Regions from separate parts of the Sus scrofa genome. Here all the other regions are linked to region 2. Evidence: chromatin contacts called from public Hi-C data. All regions are on one chromosome and are shown on one strand. Each heading gives the region's core, a stretch centred on a gene start, on an enhancer-like site or on the middle of the called end of the contact. The rest is flanking DNA. Distances are from core to core; before and after follow the strand shown. Region 1 overlaps LOC110260343 (a long non-coding RNA gene). Region 2 holds the start of MAGI3 (membrane-associated guanylate kinase, WW and PDZ domain-containing protein 3). Region 3 overlaps LOC110260343 (a long non-coding RNA gene).

Evidence for each region. Hi-C and Micro-C count contacts between places; a contact is called where the count stands out from the background.
Region 1: a contact with region 2 is called in a Hi-C map of liver, with 4 times the contacts expected there. The contact joins the enhancer-like site here to the promoter of MAGI3 in region 2. A contact is called at or near these places in 1 of 5 promoter capture datasets (liver), 10 of 47 Hi-C or Micro-C datasets (alveolar macrophages, embryonic fibroblasts, heart right ventricle and 2 more) and 2 of 2 datasets of contacts at active chromatin or transcription factors (alveolar macrophages and skeletal muscle).
Region 3: a Hi-C map of liver shows a contact between it and region 2, with 1.7 times the contacts expected there. The contact joins the enhancer-like site here to the promoter of MAGI3 in region 2. A contact is called at or near these places in 1 of 5 promoter capture datasets (liver), 5 of 47 Hi-C or Micro-C datasets (epiblast stem cells, liver and skeletal muscle) and 1 of 2 datasets of contacts at active chromatin or transcription factors (skeletal muscle).

Annotation. Positions count from the first base shown.
Region 1 is chr4:107,329,128-107,331,827 of Sscrofa11.1, forward strand. All of the region lies in intron 1 of LOC110260343 (a long non-coding RNA gene), which reads right to left. Among named protein-coding and RNA genes, the nearest start is that of TRNAE-UUC, 150 kb to the left of the region's middle. Within about 2 kb of position 1,379, at least 26 of the 83 cell types and tissues checked have an H3K27ac peak or open chromatin away from gene starts, as enhancers often do. A contact at or near this core is called in embryonic fibroblasts, liver and skeletal muscle, where this site is marked.
Region 2 is chr4:107,118,717-107,121,440 of Sscrofa11.1, forward strand. It overlaps MAGI3 (membrane-associated guanylate kinase, WW and PDZ domain-containing protein 3), which reads right to left and starts at 1,327. Exons shown (of 21, transcript XM_001925127.7): 1 at 457-1,327. The coding sequence starts at 772.
Region 3 is chr4:107,248,851-107,251,620 of Sscrofa11.1, forward strand. It overlaps LOC110260343 (a long non-coding RNA gene), which reads right to left. Exons shown (of 4, transcript XR_002343502.1): 3 at 562-742. Among named protein-coding and RNA genes, the nearest start is that of TRNAE-UUC, 73 kb to the left of the region's middle. Within about 2 kb of position 1,396, at least 14 of the 83 cell types and tissues checked have an H3K27ac peak or open chromatin away from gene starts, as enhancers often do. A contact at or near this core is called in liver, where this site is marked.

The DNA.
Region 1 (2,700 bases), core at 129-2,628, 210 kb after region 2:
CAGCTTTGACCTAATTCTACTTCAAAGCGTTTCCTTCTCTTTCCTCCCTCCCACTACCTCCCACCCAGCTGCCAAGTATAGAGGATACACGAAAACTTGAGCCAAATGGGAACCTGGAATGTTAAAGCCTTTGAGAAAACAGCTGTTTGTTTGTTCATTTATTACCGTGGTTTTGCCCCTGTCTCATTTGATTACCGGAGCCTGCCGGGAAGAATAAGAATCCTTTCCACTTGGACTAGGCTACCCAGGGATCCCCCATCCTTGACTGCCCTCTGCAACAGCTCTGGAACGAGGCACAACTGCGGGGCAGAGATGAAATGGTTTGGCTAAGAGGCACAAGGCAGGAATGGGGCTAGAACCCAGGTCTTCACCGATTTCCTTGGCTTTTGTTGCCTCTAGTAGTTTTTATTTGTTTGTTTGTTTGTTTTGTCTTTTTAGGGCCACACCTGCGGCATATGGAGGTTCCCAGGCTAGGGGTCAAATCGGAGCTGCAGCTGCCCGCCTATGCCGCAGCTACAGCAACACCAGATCCGAGCCATGTCTGCAGCCTACACTGCAGCTCACGGCAATACCAGATTCTTAACCCACTGAGCGAGGCCAAGGATCAAACCCACATCCTCCTGGATACTAGCCAGGTTCATTACCACTGACTGACAACAGGAACTCCCTCTAGTAGTTTTTATGTGTCATCACTACTGCATCAGTTTAGGATGCATTTGGCTGTAAGCAACAGAAAACCCAGGCCACACTTGCTCATGTAACTGGACATGCAGAGGCTGGATGCCTTCCTCTGAATCAGCCAAGGACAGTGGCCCTGGGCTCTCTCTGCTCCTCTCCTGTTCCTTCCCTCCTCTGTGTATTGGCTTCATGTTCAGGCTGGTTTCCCACGTGCCCAAATGATTTATTGTGCTCCAAGCTCCACACCAGCACATCGCAGTGTCCACAGGAAATGAGAGCCTCTTCTTGTGTCCGTTTTCTAAACGAGGAAGATTCTTCCTAAGAAGTCCCAGCAAACAGTGCTGTTGCACCTCATGTTCTCAAACTGGAGCAAACATCTCTCATACTTGTCATCACACTGGCTCTTTCGAACACTCATCCTTTGTTAGGACACGTTGAAAATTCTAAGTCCCACCTCCCCAAGGTAGAAGCCAGAGTCTGCTCTCCTGATGCAGACACGGGACTTTTACTCCAGTTGGTGATGCAAGAAGCGCAGAGCATCAGCCGCCGCCCTCTCCCCTCTTCCGTCCCGCTCCTACAGCACAGGCATCAGTGGTCACAGTAAATTTCTGTTCCTGGCACAGAAGCAGCTGGGGTAGAGCCTGCAGCGCCCGGTTCCAGAGCTTGGTGCTGTCAGCCTTTCTCTCGCAGCTTTGAACGGGGGAGTGGTGTGGGCCAGCTTGGCCTGGAGCCTGGCTCTCCAGCTCTCCCTAGGATCTTCTGAGCCACCCATTGTCCTTTCAGTAAACTTTTAAAGTGCTGAATCACCCAGAGTCAGCTTCTGTTACTGCAGCTAAGAGCCTGACTGATCCACCCGCCTGTGCCTGAGCACATGGCCAGGGCTGGACCCGTGCCCTTTTCTACTGGCACACACCTGGTTCGTGAGCCAGTAATATGGGCCAGAGGGTTGGGATTGCCCTACATCAATCAAGACTCCTCCACCAATCAGCTCCAAAGTTCAGGGGGAACTCAGAGTCCCGGGAAGCATGGGGCGGGGGGGTGGTATGTGTGTGAAACCGTCGTGAAAATTGGGACTGTGTGAGAGGGGAAGCGTGGATGCTTCTTGGGCGGCTGACAATCTACCAAGCCCTGCTGTGAGGCTCTGCAGCTAAATGTGTTCTCTGCCGACGCTACACAAGGTAGGTGCTATCCTCACTTAATGGACATGGAAAGAGACACGGAGATATTAAGTACAGGATAATAAAATTAATCAGCTCAAATTCAAATTAGGTCTTTGGACTCCAAAGTCATTTGTTTATTTATTTAGTGTTTTTTGTTTTTGTTTTTGCTTTTGGCCATGCCCGCAACATGGAGATGTTCCCAGGTCAGGGATTGAATCCTGTGCCACAACAGTGAGCATTTTGGATCCTTAACCTGCTGGGCTGTCAGGGAATTCCCAAAGTCATTTATACATTCATTTTTCTCCCTCTCAGGTCTGTGGATCTGCTGTGGCTCTCCCAAGACCCCTGGGTTTGGCTCCAGCTGCAGGTGGTGTTCAGACTGGCTCATAAACCTCCTCATTTTTCTTAGACCAGCGGCTACCCAGAGGCTACCCAGGCTCTCAAGGCAGATGGAGAAAGGCATGAGGCCAAGTGAATTGCGCAAGCATAACCCAGCTTTGCTGGCCTCATGTCCACTAACAATTCATTGGCCAAATCAAATCACATGGCCATGCCCAGCATCAAGGGGACAAGGAAATATCCCTCACCTGTTCTGGTAACAGGTATTGCCAAGTCAAATGGCAAAGGTTATGCATGTAGAGTAACTAGAACAGGGAAAGGGCAAAGAATGGAGAATAATAATTCAGTCTGTATGATGTGGCATTGTTTTTTCTCAACTACTTTTTGCCCATAATCTTTCAAGATTTCAGTAGGTGTTTATTGAGCATCTACTCTGTGTCAGGCACTGTTCTACGCAGTGTAGCTACTATGAGGAAAAAGGCAGATTTAGTCCCTTGTTCTCATGGAGATTACAGCCTAGTGA
Region 2 (2,724 bases), core at 77-2,576:
AGTGTGCAAGAAACACTGAAGCAGCTAAGCCCTTTCAGGTACACTAGGTGGTAACCTTGGCACCCAGTGCCTCAATAGTAAAGATCTTTTTCCCTATCTGAAAATGCGGACGATTGTTCCAAAGAAAATATTACAATCGTGAGGACCTTTTCCACAAAGGAGAGCAGAAAAAGGCTGGGTTTTCCTCCAAGCAAAAACTGCGGTGGGAGACGGAGCTACAAATTAAGGAAACCCAGCTCCTGGTGGCCATCCCATGACAGCCCGGGCGAGCCATAGCTCAGTTTTCCTACCAGCAAAATGGGAATCACCCACCGCCACCCCTCCCCTTCGACAGGGAGTTCTGCACACCCAGGTCTAAGACTACCCTGGACGACTAGCGGGTGTGGGGCGGCTACTCCCCAGACACCCACACCGGGCTCCCCCCACCCCCGAGACATAAAGGCAGGGCCAGCGTACCTGGCTTCACAGTCTTGAGACGGATGGGCTCTCGGAAGTGGCGGATGACAGCCAGGGTATCCCGGTTGGTAAGCCCGCTGACAGGCGTCCCGTTCACCTCCAGCAGCACATCCCCCGGGCTGGGCGCCTTGCCCGAGACAACGCAGCAGGTGCCCCCACCGGGCTCCTCGCGGAGCCGCCCCAGGTAGGGGAACTCGCCGCGCTCCGCGCCTCCCCGGATCTCGGAGCCCAAGTCGCCCGGGGGCCCGGCCCAGGACACCGCGCACTCCTGCACCTTGCTGAGCCAGTGCTTCTTCTTCTTCAGTGTCTTCGACATCCCGAACCCCGCTGCACCATGGGGAGGACCCCGCGCAGGCGGCAGGGGTGCCGCTCCCGCCCCCTCTCAGCCTGGAGACCCCGGGCGGCCCGCGCAACCCGGCGAGGGGGGCCTCACCGCTCCGGCACCCCCCCCACCGACCACAGCCCACTGGGGGCCGGGCCGCTCCAAGCTCCGAGACGCCCCTCGGACGCCCTCCCGGTGACGCTCCCTGGGGCTGGCCGGAATCCGCGAGGACCACCCTGGGTTAGGCTGAAGAAAGGAGAAGGGGATTGTCCCCGGGCGGCTCCAGAGGGGTTTCGGGCGGGGTCACAGCCGACGGCTGGCCCCCGGGCTCCGCGCCGGAGCGGCGGGAAAGGCTGAAGCAGGGGGCGGGGAGGTGAAGAGGGAAGAGCCGGAAAGGAAAAAATCCGTCGGGGGCGCGCAGAAGCGCGCGTAGACCCGTCGCAGGATCGATCGTGGCCGCTGCGGAGCTGGAGCGCGGAGACCAACGCCTGCCCGAGCTGCCAGGAAACTGCCGCTTTCAAACCCGCCGCAACCTCCTCCTCCCTCTTCCCTTCCCCCCGCCCTCGCCCATCCCTCATCCAGAGCCCCGCCCCCTCCCGCCGCGCGGCGCCCGGCGCGCTGCCGTCACTGACCAGGCGCTTGGGAACGAGCCCCAGCACTCGACTCCCTTACCGGGGATTGGTCCCCGGTGGGCAGGGGGCGGACCACTGACGAGAGAGAACTACCGATTGGCTGGTGGGAGTGGAGGAGGCGGGCACTAGGATGACTGAAGTTTAAAGAGGGTGGAAAAAAGAAGTTTGAAGAGTGAGAGAGGGCAAAGGGAGGGGCAGGGGAGTGGGACCAGCTGCTGTCCGCAGGATCGAAAGAGGCCCGACGTGCAGCCGTGCAGCCGCTGGAACTGGGCGAACCCTTGGATAGGAAGAACCTAACTCCCCGAGGTGTGGGCGTGGCAGCAGAGCCGGGCGGAGTCGGGGGCGGAGTCTGGGATTCAGCCCGGGGCGCAGAGGCTAGCGGGTGTACTTCGCTGGGGAGACGACGTGCTGAGTCTGAGGCCAGGGGTGGTAGGGCCTCGGGGTGACCGGTTACAGCCACCCTCTTAGAATGAGTCGATGTTTCTCGTTCGTTCATCCATGCAGCATAAGTTACTACACACCCGTAGAGGCAAGGACTCTGGAGTCCCGGTTGATGGAAGGTAGAATCCTACATATTGCTGTGTGACCTCGGGCAAATTAAACCTCTCTGAGCTATAGCACCCTCCATGTTGTTGTGCATGTAAAATATCAGTATAGCGCCTGGCAAAGGGTGGGTACGCCTTACCACTTGCTAGCTGAGGAAGAAGTGGACTTTATGTCAGAAATTGTGCTATCTTCTGAGATTCAAGGATAAGGAAGACAGATCCTGCCCTCAAGGAGGTCATAGCCTAATAGGAGAGACTGACGAGTAAGCAGACTGCTTGAGGTGAGGTAGGGTGGGGTGGAGGCAGAAGATGGGTTAGGAACCAGCCTAGTAGCTAGCAGAGCTGGGTTGGAGTCCTGGCATGCTTCTTACTTGCTGTTTGACCTTGGCCAAATGACAGTTTCAAGTTTACTCGCCTGAAAAGAAGGTGGAGGGACAACAGTGAATAAAGGACATCTTAGATCCCTTCCAGCACTAATTTTTCAGGAATTCTTCTTGAGCTTTCTCTCCTCCCCAGCTTGACTCACAACTCTCCCCTGTCTTTGTATTTGTAAAAATCCTATCCATCCTCAGCCCAAATGCCATCTCTTCCAAGTAGCCTTCTCTGACATCTTGTCCTCAGGTGGAAAGTGTTTTCTCTGAGCTATGATACTTTCACTTTTGCAGTATGACATTTATGTAGTCTCATCTCTCTTTAATGGTTGGGGAAAGCCCTTATTTAAACTGTGAATAGCTCCACAGAATCTCACCACATCTCAGATAGACTGGCC
Region 3 (2,770 bases), core at 146-2,645, 130 kb after region 2:
TCACAACGGTCATCATTTCTGTTGGATCCCATTTTATATCAGAGTATTCTGGATTCTCCAAACTCATTAATTGCAGGATCAGTTGGATTCCAAAGACTTCCTAAGTGGGTGCCAATTCTGCACTTCTCTTTCCTCCAGCTGCTGGGCTGTGCATGGGTGCAGCTTCTTCCATCTGGTTAGTAGCAGAGTCTGGTTGTCGCCCTTTCTCTCCTCCCCAGATGCCAAAAAAAACATGTTTTCTTTTTTTGCATTTTAGGACCACATCAGCGGCACATGGAGGTTCCCAGGCTAGGGGTCCAATTGGATCTATAGCTGCTGGCTTATGCCACAGCCACGGCAACATCATATCCGAGACATGTCTGCAACCTACACCACAGCTCATGGCAACGCCAGATCCTTAACCCACTGAGCGAGGCCAGGGATTGAACCTGCAACCTCAGGTTTCCTAGTTGGATTCGTTTCCACTGGGCCACACTGGGAACTCCAAAAAAGCATGTTTTCTGAGGCTTGTGACCCTTCCAACCTCTCGGTTTGCTTAGATGCATATTTTAGCTCACTTACCAACAGCAATAAAGGAGGAAGTTGCCAGAGCCTGCACTTCTGTGGAGCGGTCCCCCAAGATCTCTCAGAAAGTAGATCTGTTTCGGTAAACCAGAAGCCAGAATCCTCCTGAGGCACCTGAGCTACTGAGTAATTGGGCTGCAGCTGCTTTTCCTCCTCCCGCACTCATTCCTGGTTCGGCCTGCGGATAACAGGGATTTACCAGTTAATTGGCTGTTTCCATGATTGTCATTCACTTAGACCCTCTACCCTTGTCTTTGTTACTACAAAACGCTTCTTTTAAAATTGCTTGCTTTCCTATGGATCCCGAAGAAAATTGAGCCACCCTGAAGTCTTTCAGATTTGTTCGAGAGAGGCAGATCTCTCGGGGTGGGGGGAGGGGGTGTTGCTGTGAACAGGGAGTGGAGCGGAGCTGGGACTGGCGTCCCGGGTTATTTATTATATAAAGGAGCTGGACCAGTTTCAGGTCTCAGAACCAGTTGGGCAGGTTGAGTTGCTTTTTATTTCTCACCACTCAGTTGAACAGAGGAAACTTTCATCAGGTGAATAGTTTACCCGAATCATTGGGAAAGGTTAGCAGGTGGGGCTTAGTGTCCAGGGCCCTTCATCCTTTAGGCTAGGGGCTGGACCCCCCACAACTGAGACAAGGCAGCAGAACTGAGTGAGAGGTTTATCAGTTCAACTTTGGACTTGGGCCGCCACTGGTTTTTCAGCTGGCTTCTGACAGAAAAAAATAATGGGAAACCTTTGCCAAAATCAATCCACGGTGTGTGTTTATGTCTCCGCCTGCCGCAGGTTATGTCACGGTGTTGGATTTTGGTGGTCACCCTATCTCCTCTCTGCTTAGTGCCAAGCAGCTGCCCAACTTTCTGCCAAACCGGCCCAGGACCTCCCTGCCTTATCTCTTCGGTGGAAAGTTCCACAGTAATTCTGAGTGTGCCTTTTTGGAGTGCTTGGTGGTTTTGGGGTTTTTTTATGGGAGTTTTGCCATTCAGGAATTCTAATTGGTTCCTAGGAGATGAGATGATTCTTTTGGCTTTCACAGCCTCTAGATTTCTGCAAGCCATTCTCCGTTTACCAAATGAACACACCAGCTCAGGAGCCAAGGAGAAATCTGTTCCAGGCCCTCTCTACGTAAAGAAGAAAAGACCACTATAGGCTGTAAATGGAAAAGAAAGTCTGGGGGTTGAATTGCAATAAGAGCTTTTTTTAACTCAGGGTTCATCCCAGGGATAGGTGTGAGGTCAAGGGGATTAGAGCAAATAATACCTTGTAAATCTGTAGTATGTGCCTTGCAACTCAGTTGCCTTTTTTCCTCCTTCTACTACCCAGAGTGGGAAAAAGGAGTATTTAAAAACCCCAATGACAAAGTTCCCATTGTGGTTTAGTGGGTTAAGAACCTGACTAGTATCCAAGAGGATGTGGGTTTGATCCCTGGCCTCACTCAGGGGGTTAAGGATCCAGTGTGGCTGTGGCTGTGGCGGAGGCTGGCAGCTGCTGCTCTGATTCGACCCCTAGCCTGGTAAACCTCCATAGATCACAGTGTGGAAAATAAATAGATAAATAAATAACCCAATGCCCAGTCAGCTCCCCAGACCAATTAAATCTCTGTCTCTGGGGAAGGTTTTGTTTTTGTTTTGTTTTTGCTTTAACTCCTCAGGTGATTCCAACTGGTTATGGTCAAGAACCACCACTCCAGTGGAAAAATGGGCTGGGAATAAAATGATCAACTATCAAACCCTGCCTTTGCCATTAATGAGTTTGTTGGCCTATAAAATTATAGGTGACTCTGTTCTAAGATCATCTGAGCTCTAAAATTCTATGATTCTCTTTCCACCGGTCTCTCTCCTGGAAACAAGGAGCATACCAGGGCCAGCTGTTTTTCCACAACACCTGGAATGTTTCTAAAGCTGTCTACAATGTAAAAGGACCTCTCTAATTGGGTCAGTGTGTTGGTGATTCCAGATTGCCTTACCAGGCTTAAGTAAACAAGCAGTGTGGTTTACAAAGGAAAAATACAAGCTACATGGTGTTTCTGATACTTTGGGGCCTATGGGCCAGCTTAAAGTGAGTAGTGGAATTTTTCTTACTGCACTTTTAAGTCCTCTAGCTGTGCTACTTTGCAATTCCTCTGATATTCAGTTAATTCGAAATACACCCTTCTCAAGAATGCCTTCAAATAAAAATGGACCCTCCTCCCCCACCAGTG